Linked DNA regions of Hordeum vulgare: region 1 is linked to region 2. Evidence: chromatin contacts called from public Hi-C data. All regions are on one chromosome and are shown on one strand. Each heading gives the region's core, a stretch centred on a gene start, on an enhancer-like site or on the middle of the called end of the contact. The rest is flanking DNA. Distances are from core to core; before and after follow the strand shown.

Evidence for each region. A called contact is a pair of places that touch in the nucleus more often than the background predicts.
Region 1: a Hi-C map of leaf shows a contact between it and region 2, with 5 times the contacts expected there. The contact joins the promoter of LOC123444122 here to the enhancer-like site in region 2. A contact is called at or near these places in 3 of 6 Hi-C or Micro-C datasets (leaf and seedling).

What each region holds. Positions count from the first base shown.
Region 1 is chr3H:434,846,091-434,852,847 of MorexV3_pseudomolecules_assembly, forward strand. LOC123444122 (glutamate synthase 1 [NADH], chloroplastic) reads right to left here and starts at 2,436. Exons shown (of 23, transcript XM_045120737.1): 1 at 2,194-2,436; 2 at 1,248-1,611; 3 at 1,037-1,156; 4 at 842-955; 5 at 599-751; 6 at 424-524; 7 at 81-177. The coding sequence starts at 1,583.
Region 2 is chr3H:434,456,315-434,463,387 of MorexV3_pseudomolecules_assembly, forward strand. It overlaps the pseudogene LOC123444121. Among protein-coding and RNA genes, the nearest start is that of LOC123444120, 74 kb to the left of the region's middle. Within about 2 kb of position 5,502, at least 1 of the 3 cell types and tissues checked has open chromatin away from gene starts, as enhancers often do. A contact at or near this core is called in leaf, where this site is marked.

The sequences.
Region 1 (6,757 bases), core at 1,186-3,685, 390 kb after region 2:
ACTGGCTTGCTATTATTGGTTCCCATCCGCTGACTACGACCATGACTTTTGCTGTAAGAGTATCAAGGTTTTGTATTTACCAGAGCCATATAACTGGAGAAGTTTTCATGACCTATATCCGCATAGTAGTACCCCTGAAGCTGAGACGGCATAAGCTGGCCCTTGTAGACAATGGTCCTGGAAAACCACAGTAAGAAGATTTAACAATAATTATTATTCACATGAATACAACAAAAAATGAATGTCCTTGCATTACAGATTTCTAACGCTTAAGAAATAGTCCAGGATTGTTTTCCCTGGTCTGCGTTCCTATCGTTTTTTGTGGTGTTGGTAATATTCCATTACAGTGAGGAGCTTAACTGGGCTCCCTGATCTCAACTTCATCAGTTTGTAGTGAAAATGAAATTCAGAAGAAGTAAGGACCTTGAAGATAGAGAGCACATGTAGAAATCTCTCTCTCCTCCACGCTTAAGATTCAGCGCGGCTCGAATAGACACAATTGAGAGCCTCCTCAGGATAAACAACTGTGATAATTGATGTGTTAGTTAAGAGGAAAGCTCATTACATGTGTTTAGAGAAAATTAAACGCATGGAGGACCTGCTGTTCGAAGTCAGCCTTGGATTTTGAACTCTTGGTGAGGAAAACCTGCTCAATCGCTGGTTCAGTGTCGAGCGCAGATTGGCCCAAGTCTGAATTGTCAGTGGGAACCTGGCGCCATCCAAGTATGGAATGTCCTAGCGACTCCGCAACCTGCATTAATAAAAACAATTCAAGACATGAGCTTATAATCGCAGACTCGCCTCACACGCTCTCTAATTGTCTATACAGCAACCCACCAACCTTTGTAAACTCAGTTTTGCTCCTCTCGCGGCGCTTCTCATCGGTTGGCAGGAAGACCATTCCAACAGCATACTCACCCGGTGGTGGTAACTCAAATCCGGCATCCTTTGTCACCTGAGGAAATAGCATAGCAACACCCAAGATGAATAACTCTGTAAGGTAAACTGAGTTTGCTTGCAATTATCGTTGATTCACCTCACGGAAGAAGTTGTGTGGTAGAGCAACGAGAATGCCGGCACCATCACCAGTGTTTTTCTCACAGCCGCATGCACCACGGTGGGCCATTCTCTCGAGCATCTGAATGGCATCGACGACCTGTAAAGTAAATCACAGCAAAATCAATATCTCAACGTGGTAGATATAAAAGAGAGAAACTGCGGCGGTGTCCTTGGTGCAAAGAACTCACGGTCGCCCGGTTGTCAACGCCCGACAGCTCGGCGACGAAGCCAACGCCGCACGAGTCGCGCTCGAACGCCGGGTCGTATAGCCCAATGCTGCTCTCGGGTAGCAGGGACAAGGGCCTGATCGATTCGGCGTCGCGCGCCGCGGCCCGAGGCGGGCGTGGCGCAACGCGTTCCTCGGTGCGCTGCGGGCCGCCGAGGAACCCGCCCTCAAGGGACATGGCGCCGTGCGCCTGCCTCGCGGAGCGGCCCGGCGCGGCCGCCGAGTGGCTGCGCCGTGCCCTGCGACCGGCGCCCGGCGGCGCCGCGTGCTTCAAACCAATCCCCTGCGCCGTCGGCATGGCTGCACCCCACGCCTCAGTCTATCACCTGTCATGCAACAATCAACCATGCGACGAGCATTAGACGGCGCGCATAAAACCAATCTCCTACTGCAGGCGAGCACAAAAAAGTAGTAGAAATACATGGCGAACAAAGGAATCAATATAAATACTTAAAAACAAGAGCAACAGAAAGCTCGAAGTTGTCCCCTTCCCCACATGTCACGACCAAAAGCAAGGAGAAACAAACAGCCTGCCCACGCTGGCTGCGATGGAACAGAGATGGAAAAACAATCACCAGACCAAACGCCTCAGCGACGGGGCCGGCCAGAGACGAACAGATCTACCAACCCCCCCGCACGGCGCCGCCGCCGCCTGCTGGACAGGGGAGGAAGGAAGATTCAGAGACCGCACGCACGCACGCGCGCCCGGGGGCGCAGAATCGAAACACCAACAGCAGATCGAATAAAAATAAGGGGAAACGGCCACCTACTACGCACGCACGCCCGCGCGGACAGAGCCAAACCAGTTGCTCTCTCTCTCTATGCGTCCATGTATCTATCTACCCATCTATCCACCTACGGATTCTCGTCCTGGCAAAAGCTGGGAGGGGCGCAGGACGGACGGGTACCTCTCGGTCTTATAGCGCTCTCAGCCGCCTGGGCAGGCCTGGGGACGATGATGGGACCGATGCGCGATCTCGCAAGTGTCGCCGCCTGACCCCGCGGGTCTCGTGTCCCTCGCCGGGCGGCCGACCGGCGGCTAGCGACGGGGAAGGGCTGGCGGAGGGCGTGCGAACGTACGTGCGTGCAGATTGGAAGCGCGCCGCCTCCGTCGCCTCTCTCTCTCTCTATCCCTCCCTGACCTCTCCTCGGAGTATTGGGGCGTTTAAGGCGATGCTTGGCCCTGCATTTATAGAGGCGGAGCTCGCTCGCCGTGCCTGCCAACCCCTCGCCTCGTCCCCACACACCCACTATATTTCCGCCCCCTGTGTGGCTCCCTCCTCCAAATCTCCTTTTAGCAATTCTTTTTTTTTTTCTCTCTTGCTCCTATATTACAGGTCGTTGCCAACCGACGGTATCTTCCCCATTTGCGTATCCGCCCCCATGGAGAAGAGGAATTCCATGTCACGTGTAGCCTACAGCTTCTCGTGAGCCCATCGTGTGACTCCCTTGATCTCCGAGGACCCGTGAGGAAGAATCTCTTTTGGGGCAGGCACCGATTTTTTTAAATAAAACCGGAAAGGGGTTGGAGTTGGTTCGTGTTTCCTAGTCCCCGTTGGCGCTGCTCCAGTCCAAGCGAGGCCCGCCGGCCAGATCAGCCGCGACCGCGACCCACGACGGGCGGGCGAGCGGGAGCCGCCCGTGGCGCGTGGGGGCCACGTCCGGCCTCTGATCGGACGGCCCGGGCCGCGGCCGCTGCAGCCGCTCACGCGGAGAGCCACAGCCGCTTTGGCGGTTAGTAGTGCGTACTACCTGGTTTCCTTCTTGTATTTATCTACTGCCTTTATCTGGTAGGTAAATCAATCTCTGGTTGATGCGTGGATTTTGGGTTTGAATTTCCAATCCCACCACCGTAGAAGCAAAATCCAGATCCGGTTGCCTCGATTATTATTTTTATGACGCTGCCGGTCGTCTCGATTTGATTGGTCCGATGCCACCACGCCTACCTCGTCGAGGGGCGGCCTTGCGAAGCAGAGTGGGCCCACGTGTCGGCCGAGGTAGGCGCTTTCTGGGGAAAGCTTCTTCTGCACGTGTCCATTGACACCGTGGATTCCCTGCAATGCTATACGTGCACATCATTTTTTTTCTAAGGCCGGTTTTTTCGAGAGCAACTCCGACGGAACGGTTTATTTGTCCGTTTTTTGTCCGTTTGAATCGGTTCGGCGGATAAGAACACTCGCTTTTGCGTTTGAGTCGACGCACGCGTCGACGCTGGCCCGATCCATTTTGACGATGCGTGAAAAAAAAATGTGCAAACATTTTTGAAAGTAAAATTAAATTTTAAAGCCGGTCACGAAGGTCGGCGAGAGTCCAATGCTGGAGGTAGGCAGCCTCCTGCTGCGTTGTCGCGCCAACCAGATGGACGGCGCGCTCACCCGCTCGCGGAGGCAGCCGGTCTACTGGTAGACCTCCGGCTGCAACTCAGTCTTCGACGGAAGGGGCACGACGCAGTCGCCTGCGGCGGATAGCGTGATGGCCTCCGCGAGCTGCGCCTCATACGCCGCATCATCCTCCTCGTCCTTACACCGCTCTTCTTCCTCACTCTCGCGGAGAACGGCTGCCAGCACCGTCTGGTAGGCGGCCTTCGCCTCCTGGTCCTCGTGCGAATGACGAACGGGGGCGGCGCAGGGCCTGGCTGCACGTCGCACACGCCGCGTCGGTGCTGCTCCTCGTGCTCGAGCGCGAACCATACCTCCTAGTCGGGAGAGTCGGTCGCGTAAATGGGGTTGAGTCGCTGCTCCGGCGTCAGCTGCCGTTGCCGGCGACTCACCTCCTCCGCGTGCGCCCATGCCGACCGCGGTACAGCCAACATCGGGATCCTCTTCGAATCCAGATGCCTGTCGTGGGGAAGGGTCACGTCTGGGTATGGCGGGCGGGATGCGGTGCTCCCAGTGCCACTGTGCTTGGTGCACCAGGACGCTGATACGATGGCGAGGCCGGCGGCAAGACGCCGACAGGGGGAGCGCGGGGGGATGGACGGCGGGGGGCTTGCCCCTATTTTGGGCGGAGAAGCCGACCATGGGTGCTGGCTAGGATTTGGTCGCCCACGAGGGAGCAGAGAGGTGGCGAGATGGGGACGGGGGTCTGGAAACAGATGAGGCCGAACCCCACCGCACGCTCGGATTAAAAAAGGCTGACCGCGATCGCTGACGTGTGAGCCCGTGGAGGGCGACCGTCATTAATTATGTTGACCGCGGGTAGTTGGGGCGGCCATCGAGAGGGCACACGCGCGTCCGCACCGACGCATTTCAGCCCTGAATTTGGGCAGGAAATGGGTCGACGCGGACGCAAAGCGGACGCATTTTGGCAATGAATCTGTGCATTGGGCCATCACCTTCGTCCGCGCGAACCCAAACGAACAGCTACGGACGAAATCGGTCGCCCCATTGGAGTTGCTCTCATGGCTTAAAAAATAAGTCGCCATCTTCCTAGTTTTTTCGATAAGCTACCTCTCATATTCATTGAAACTTCTAAACTAGTTATGGGATAACTAATTTAGTGTAACAGCCCGAGACCGACGCTCGAGAAGATTCCCCTTTTATTTCGTTGTCGCCGTGTTAATTATTGGTTTGTTGCATTCATCATGTCATCATTGCCATCATGCCATTAAGTTTTTTTGCATCTCATATAAATAAATTGCATGGATCTTTAGATCTATTTAAATTGAGGGATTCACATGATGATTCTCTTGATAACATATCCTCCCAATGTTTTAGGGAGCTACTATAAAAATTATTCCATATTTGTTTTGGAATCACCCATGAACACAATTACATTTTAAACCCCATGCTCAAATTACCCTCGCTTTCCTTTCTTTTCTTTCTTTGCTAATTTCTAGAGATAGTTAGAGTAGAGAGAGGGATTTGTGAGAGGGAAGCCGAGCGTGTTGCAAAGCTGGCCCAAGGCCCAACCACCCCACCACCGAAACCCTAGCCTCTCCCTGATCTCGTCACTCCTCTCATTCCCGTCGCGTCCCTCACCTCGCCTCACAACACACCCACGTAGAGGGAGGAGCAGTGACCCTCGACCCCGACATGGCTTTGAGCCCGCTGCCGAAAGCCAGCTGCCGCGCCCAGGTACCTGCCCCGCGAGCCCTTAAGCTCCACCCGTGCGCTTCTCCCGAGAACCTCACCACTCCCGAGCGTTGAGCGCGCCTCCTCGCCGTGCCCCGCCGCCAGCAGCCACGACTAGCACCGCCTCGCCCGCCCTACCATCGGCCGGAGCCCCGAGCTCGTCGCCCGCCTCTGCTCCGACCTCCCGCTCGACCCCAACGCGCCAGGTCCACTCGCCCCGCGCCATACGTCGTTGCCTGCCCAGCTCGTCCCTTTCGTCGCCCCAACCCCGCCTTTGTGCATCGCCGAAGACCTGCGGGTGCATGTAGCCGCCACGAGGCCCGATCCAGCCGCCCCTTGCCCGCTTCAACCATGCCAGGTCGCAGCCGCCCCTGCGCTATCGGCCTTGCTTTGGTCTGGGGACAAACGAGCAGGTCGTGTCGTGGTCGTTGACTGCGTGCCCGCGTGCGTGGGCCTGCTCGAGCGCTCAAGCGTCCCAGCTCTTCCCCGCCTCGACCCGCAGATCCCGCGCCCCTACCAAAGCTCGAAGCTACAGCCCGTCGTCTTGCGCTGCTGCCATCGGATATGAGTGGTTGTGGTCACAACCTCCCTGTAACACGAGCACCTTGGTCAACCGCATATATGGAGATTTCGAGTTGTTTGCCTCCTCTCCACATCGTGGGTTTTGTACGAATGACCCATGCAAGCGCCAAGTACCGCGACGCTCGTCGCTGAAACCAATATCGTCGTCATGTACATCTACTTCCACGACATCCTCGACGACCCCGAACATCTATGGAGCGTGTACCACTACCGTTGCCAAGACCCGTGAACGACTACTTCCACTACGTCCGCAATAACTCCATCCGCTTCGAATTGCATGCTTTGAAGGTTTAACCGTTGAGACGGTGCCCGTGGACCGAATGCATTGTTGTATGGAAGTCGGTGTTGTCTGTTTCGCAGATGCCATGCTAGTTGCACATTGTCCCACTTTTGTAGTGCACCAACACATGGGAACCCGGTAACCGGGATCACCCCATCATTTTTTTGCATGACACACACACATGTTCACAATTCGTTGGCACCGGTATCTCATCGAGTTGTCGGAACCGAGATGTTGTCATGGCATCATTTCAGTTTTGCCGCCATGGTTCCCTTTCGTTCACCATGGCGACACGTGCTTCATGTCCTTCTTGCCAGTGTTTTCATAAAATTGCATGCATGTTGCATTCATGGGATAATATCCTATGTTGTACATATCCTTTAGTCGTAGCACTGTTCAATGAGCTATATATGTAACCGACTAGGATGTCGTGTAGGATCACATGCTTCACCTCTTGCCAAGTTAACAACATTTTAATATTGTCGTGTACCTAAACGGGAGTGCAGTGAATAATTCGTATGTGGAGTTTCGTCAATA
Region 2 (7,073 bases), core at 4,252-6,751:
TGCCATTCTTTTCAAGTGATTCCATCTCATCATGCATAGCAGTCATCCACTTATTACTATCACCAGAAATAATAGCCTCGGAATATGAAGAAGGCTCAACATTACCTTCAATTTCTTATGCAACAGATAAAGCAAAAGAAACAATATTGCACTCCTCAATTAACCTTTCAGGTGCATTAATACCCCGCCTAACTCTGTCACGTGCGAGATTCAAACTAGGTGGAACAATAGGCTGATTTGGAGTGACATATTCATCATCAAAGACGGGTTCATCATGTGCATCAGCATTTTCCTTATCAGAAGTATCACCTGAATCAATAACATGATCCACCTGAACAGTAGGCTGCTGTTCACTCTCAAGAGGAACATTAGTAGATGGAACATCATGTAGCATAGCAGATTCATTAAAGATAATGTTTCTGCTAATAACAATCTTTTGTGTTTCAGGATTCCACAATTTAAAACCTTTAACACCAGATTTATAACCAAGAAAGATGCACTTAACAACCCTAGGCTCCAACTTTCCATTATCAACATGAGCATAAGCAGTGCAACCAAAAACTCTCAACTGTGAATAATCAGCAGGTGAACCAGACCATACCTCAATTGGAGTTTTCTTATTAAGAGGAATAGATGGTGAACGGTTGATGAGATAACAAGCAGTGGAAGCGGCCTCAGCCCAAAAACGCATATGCAAACCTGCATTGGACAACATGCAACGGGCTCTGGAAATAATGGTCCCGTTCATACGCTCAGCAACACCGTTTTGTTGAGGAGTATAAGGAACGGTGTGGTGTCTGACAATGCCTTCAGACTTGCAATAATTCCCAAATTGCTTAGAACAGAATTCCATACCATTATCAGTGCGAAGTATTTTTACCTTCTTTTCAGTTTGTCTCTCAATCATAATCTTCCACTCCTTAAAATTTGAGAAAGCTTGCCATTTATGCTTCAAGAAATAAGGCCAAACCTTTCTCGAATAATCATCAATAATAGTCAACATGTAACTAGCACCACCTAGTGACTTTTTGCGAGATGGTCCCCATAAATCAGAATGCACATAATCAAGAATACCTTCAATTGTATGAGTCGAAGTGTTGAACTTCACCCTCTTGTGCTTGCCGAAGATACAATGCTCACAAAATTTCAATTTACCAGTTTGGTATCCTTTAAGAAGACCTCTCTTATTTAACTCTGCCAAACCAAGTTCACTCATATGTCCAAGACGCATATGCCAAAGGTTAGAAGCATCACAACCAGAATTCTTTGAAATAACTGGAGTAGCGTTACCTGAAATGGTAGAACCTCGAAGGTAATAAAGACCATTGGTCGAACTTAAGTCACCTTTCATCACAATGAGAGAACCTTTGATGACCTTCAAAACGCTATCTCCACCTGAATACTTGTAGCCCTTTGCATCAAGGGCACTCACAGAGATAAGATTTCTCTTCATCTTCGGAATATACCGAACATCTGTCAAAGTTCTGATTGTGCCATCAAACATCTTGATTCGAATGGAACCTATGCCTTCAATCTTGCATGGTGAATTATCAAAACCCAAAACGGAACCAGCAACAGTAGTAGAATCAAAAGTGGTAAACCAATCTCTATGCGGCCACATATGAAAAGTACACGCAGTGTCAAGTACCCACTCATCATTGGTCTTAGCACATCCAGCAATAACAACAAGAGCATCATCGGCACTTTCATCACGAGCAACATTAGCAGAACTTTCACCTTGTTTGTTACCTTTCGGTTTATACGTACCATTCCTCTTTTCCTTGTTCTGCAACTTGAAACATTCTGAGATGTCATGCCCGTCTCTCTTGCAATACCTGCAAGATTGCTTCTTGTCTCTGGATTGCGACCGGCCTCTCTAGCCGTTCTTACTTTTGCCACGGTTTCCATTATGTGAGTTCTTCTCCTTTGTCCTGCCACGAACAGATAATCCATCGGCTTGGGATGAACTTGAACCATCATGAGGCACCATTAATTTCATCTTATCCTTAGAGTTCAAAGCTTCATAAACTTAATTAAGCGTGAGAGTATCACGACTATATAATATGGTGTCTCGAAAATTGGTATAAGAACTTGGCAGCGAACAAAGTAACATTAAAGCAGTATCTTCTTCATCATTCGTAACCTCCATTGCAGCTAGATCGGATATGATCTCTTTAAATTCTGAAATATGATTCAAAACATTACCTCCCTCAGGTAACCTCTGCATGAATAATTTTTGCTTCAGATGCATCTTGCTGGTGAGGTCTTTTGTCATGCAAATCCCTTCCAACTTTAACCATAGAGCGGCGGCAGTTTTCTCGCTCAAAACTTCCTGCAAAATATTATAATGCAAATGGAGTTGAATTTGTGACAAAGCCTTACGGTCCCTTCTTTTCTCCTCAGGAGTCCAATCCTCAATTCTATTCTTCTCAAAACTATCCAGTGCATCATCATAGTCGGCCTGCGCCAACAACGCCCGCATCTTGACTTGCCATAGGGTAAACCTTGTGTCACGATCCAGCAGCGGAAGATCGTACTTCATGGATGCCATGAGTAGATAAATCTGTGTACACAAGGTAGTACAAGCCGGTAGAAAAAATTCCTGACGGGATTAATATGCGGAGCAAAGAACTACTCCCTCCGTTCCTAAATATAAGTCTTTCTATAGATTCCACTAATAGACTACATACGGATGTATATAGACATACTTTAGAGTGTAGATTCATTCATTTTGCTCTGTATGTAGACTCCTAATGAAATCTCTTAAAAGACTTATAATTAGGAACGGAGGGAGTAGAAACAATAGCACCTGATAGCTTCGGTTGTGGATGTAGCAATTGGAGAGAAAAAAACAAATCTGAACTAGTAGCTCAGCTTGACCGATGGATTTGGTCTCGAACGACTGCCTCGGCGCACAGGGAACTCGGCGACAGCAACAGCGACGGCTTCGGCCAAGTCGACGCAGGACGCGGCAACAACTCGACGGATCAGGACAAGACGGCGCAGCTAACGTACGCGGCAACAGCGACGGATCTCGCCAGTTGCGATTTGACGCAACGGCGCAGCGGAAACTTGTAGGCGGTGCAGAAGCGGAATTTAATTTCCTGTCTGACTCGGCTTCTCGCAGCAACGATCCAGCAGCAGTGGAAAAAACGATCTGGCTTCGGATCGCAGATCGCCAGGTCGCGTCGGCGGCGGCGCACAACACACCAAACCCTAGCTCTCGTCTCCGTCGAATCTCGTATATTCAGAACCTCAGCTCTGTATACCACTTTTTAGATAAAACGAGATCAACGAGACACGAGAGACACGGATTTTTACGTGGAAACCCTTACGGGAGAAAACCACGGACGCATGGAGGCGCAATCACTATGAGGGGGAGTATTACAAGCACGAGACGACAGCCAGTCTTTAAGTGCGACTACATGGAGTATATATGAGGGGCAATACATGAGAGTCCTTGGAGGACAAGTAAACGAGTTGTACTCGTACGCGTCGGTACCAACGCAAAGGCCCACACCGTTTGTACTACGTCTAGTCCAATACGGTAGAATTTGAATCATAATTTAACAAGAACTACAAGGAGGAGGACGAAACCAGGTCAAAAAGACGAGGATCCCAAGCCCACCGCAACTGCCGTCCTCATCCTTAACAGAGAAGGAGGAGAGGCGACCAGGGAGGAAGGAGGCAAGCTTGAACACATTCAGACATGACAACTTCTACTCCTGAATGCACACCATACAAGGATTGGCAGAGGAGACACCGTCCCGAACGCGCGCACATTTGTCCAAGTCACCCAGCCCCTGCACGTTCCACGAGAGGAGGGAGAGGGAAACGAAGGGGGAAACTAGCCATGGGGACACAGCCATGGCACCCTACGATACACAGAGAAGACGGAAGGTCTACTATACAAGCCTCCCAAACAGGCGGGAAAGAGCAAAGGCCACGACGCCGGTGCAACGACGCGTGCAGGGCGAGCACGGGTCAGTCGACTACACAACAACACCCCGAGACACTAAGACAGTGGGGATGTAGGCATCACCGCGGAGCTCAACAACAACCTTCTTTCCAAGAGGACGGACGACCGCATCCATCACCTTGTCCCTGATTGCACGTCCCTGGGGGAGCAACTCATAAGTGCTTCCTTGGGCGCTTTGCGTTTGATCGCCCTCTTCTCCATGCTGACAAACGCAGCCGGCTCGAGCAAGGCAAGCCTAGGGCTTCAAAGAGTCACCGTCGACTATGTGGATCCATCAAAGGGCGCTCTCTAATGAAATTAAATATATATATATATATATATATATATATTTAAAAACAACGGAGGTAAACGGATCTATATACTGATGCTGATAAAAATGATTTATCCATAGAACTCGAATGTAAATATTTTGTCTCACGAATGTAAACTTAGTGGCAGGCAAGGCAAGTGACAATTTCAGCGTTTCTTTCCACACCGCTTCAGCTTGAAGCCCTGAAGCGGCGAAAGGCTCTGTGCTTTCTCCGGAAACCTGGATTCCTCACCCTCACAGCTTGCCGCTTCTCCCATCTCCTCCTCCGCCGCAACCCGCAATGGCAGGGGAAAGCACGGCAGCCACCTCCTCGCTCGCATGCGCACCCTCCCGGAGATATAATACCTGGACTCTTTCTGACCTACCCCCACCACCACCAGCTGCCCGGACTGGGAGGGTCATATGGGCGGGTGATAAGCTGGAGGTTGCGCGGGGAGGCGGAGCCCGGAGTCGCCGGGCCTGGCACTATGGCGGCGAGGCAAGGGGCTAAAACCCTATAATTTTTTGATACCAATATCTGAATCTGCTGCTTGCTGTTCTTCTAAAAAAAAACCCTGCTAGTACATGCTTCTTCTGCGCTTCTGCTTGTGGGCTGCCCTTGCTGGCTGAATGGCACTTTAGGAAATAATGGATGCTAAAGTAGTACGTACGTACTATCCTGATCATCTACTGTCATCTTTTTTACTACTCCATTATTATCTCGGTAGACCGAGCATGATGTTTGGTTATTGTTTGGGTTCAGACATTGATACAACTCGGTGAATCCAAACTGCTTGCCGAGAAGGTAAGTACCGCTCATTTATGTGCATACTTTCATCTGAACTGATCAATTGTACCCATGAGCAATGGTCTGCATGACAATATTTCATACTCCCTCCATCCCAAAATAAGTGTCTCAACTGTATGCCAGCTCTCGTACAGAGTTGTACTAAGCTTGAGACACTTATTTTGGGACAGAGGGAGTATTTGGTTTAGGCACCAATGCATATTTGTACAGACAAGGGCTAGCAGTTTATAGCATCCCCTCTGGTACCCGGTGTTTGCTTGAAGCATCCACTTGGCTTCACAAAAGGAAAAGAAAAGAAAGTACGTAGAAAATTAAACATGGGATATTAATGGGACAAATATTTCTCTGGCCATGGGGGAAGTGCCCAACTACAAGTCCACACCTTAGCTGAAGCCTGAGGCGGGATTGTGTGGTTGTCAGTCTCGAATAAATCACCTTCTAGGCTCCCACCACAGAAACTAGACTACATTAATATGAGAAAATGGTGCACACCAGAGAACCACGGGCAAGTTTATATCATCCCCTCAGTTTCCTGAGAGATGTGTTGATAAAAAGGCGTTAGAGCCTACCGTTTCTTTCCAAAGACCGATGGAGAAGGAGTTGCTTCCCTTTCCTCTCCTGCCATGGCTCCTCCTCCTCACATGCCTCTCTCCGTTCGTTGTTCATTCTATGGAATCAAGCACCTCCGGGTGCTCAAGTTCCAATATCTCTATCCCTTATCCTTTTGGTGTCCATGGCCAGAGCCCCTCCCCAGCTCAAGGGTTCAAGATCATGTGTGGCTTATCTGGTCCTATGCTGCCCATCAACAAAACCTTGTTTAGTATTCTCAACATCTCCTTGCTCGATGGTTCTGTAAGCATCCTGGCAACTGCCGCTTCCCGTTCTCCGCAGTGCAGAGGGAACGATGCTAGCTTTAGCCTTGAGGGGACAAGCTTCAATTCTCCGATACAAGAAACAAGTTCACAGCTGTGGGTTGTGATATGGTGGCCATGCTGTTGAATGGTAGCAGTGATTATAGCGGTGGCTGTGCTTCTCTTTGCTCTACAAAAAATAGCATCGTCAATGGTTCTTGCTCTGGTGTGGCTTGCTGCCAAGCACCGGTACCCAAGGGGTTAAAGAAGCTGTCTTTAGAGTTCACGAGCATAACTGGGCAGCTTGGCAGGCTCAAAAAGGACAACAATACTCCAGCGTGTTCTGAGGCATTCATCGCGGAGCAGAACTTCTATGTTTTCTCTACTGCTGACCTGAACAACACAAATAGGACCAGCCCTGGGTACCGGCCTGTTGTTCTCGAGTGGTCCATGGATGGTGGCAACTGTGAGGAAGCAAGACACTCTGCATCATATGCTTGCAAGGAAAATTCTTACTGCTATAACGCATCCAGTGGATTTGGATATCACTGCAATTGTACCAAGGGATTTCAGGGGAACCCGTATCTGCGGGGGCCTAGTGGATGCCAAGGTAATGAACAAATCTCTGATTATATTTCCAGGTTTTCTTGTTACGTCAGTTTTTGTTTTCCAACTTACTAATCTTAAAAGACTACCAATATTTGATTTCTGTTTGGTTTCATGTGAACAGATCTCTGCCTATATTTCTTGGTTTTCTTGTTATGTCAGTTTTTTTTTCCAACTTACCTATCTGCAAAATTATCCATCTCTCATTTCTGTTTGGTTTCATGTGACTGTCGAAGATATTGATGAGTGCTCCACTGGAAGGCTATGCACGCATAGCTGCATCAACGCAAAGGGCAATTTCAGCTGTGTGTGCCCATTAGGGATGAGTGGTGATGGCCTAAAGGAGGGAAGTGGCTGCAATGGAATTAGCGCACTGCAGATTTCAATAGGCAAGTTTTGAAGCCCTATCCCGCTGTTTTGTTATGTGATGATGTGATCATTATACATGAGGCGTGTCGAGCTAGATTAATGCTTGACCAAATTAATAATTCTCAGAGTTTTATTGTACCTTTGCAGTTGCGGGACTAGCTCTGCTACTAC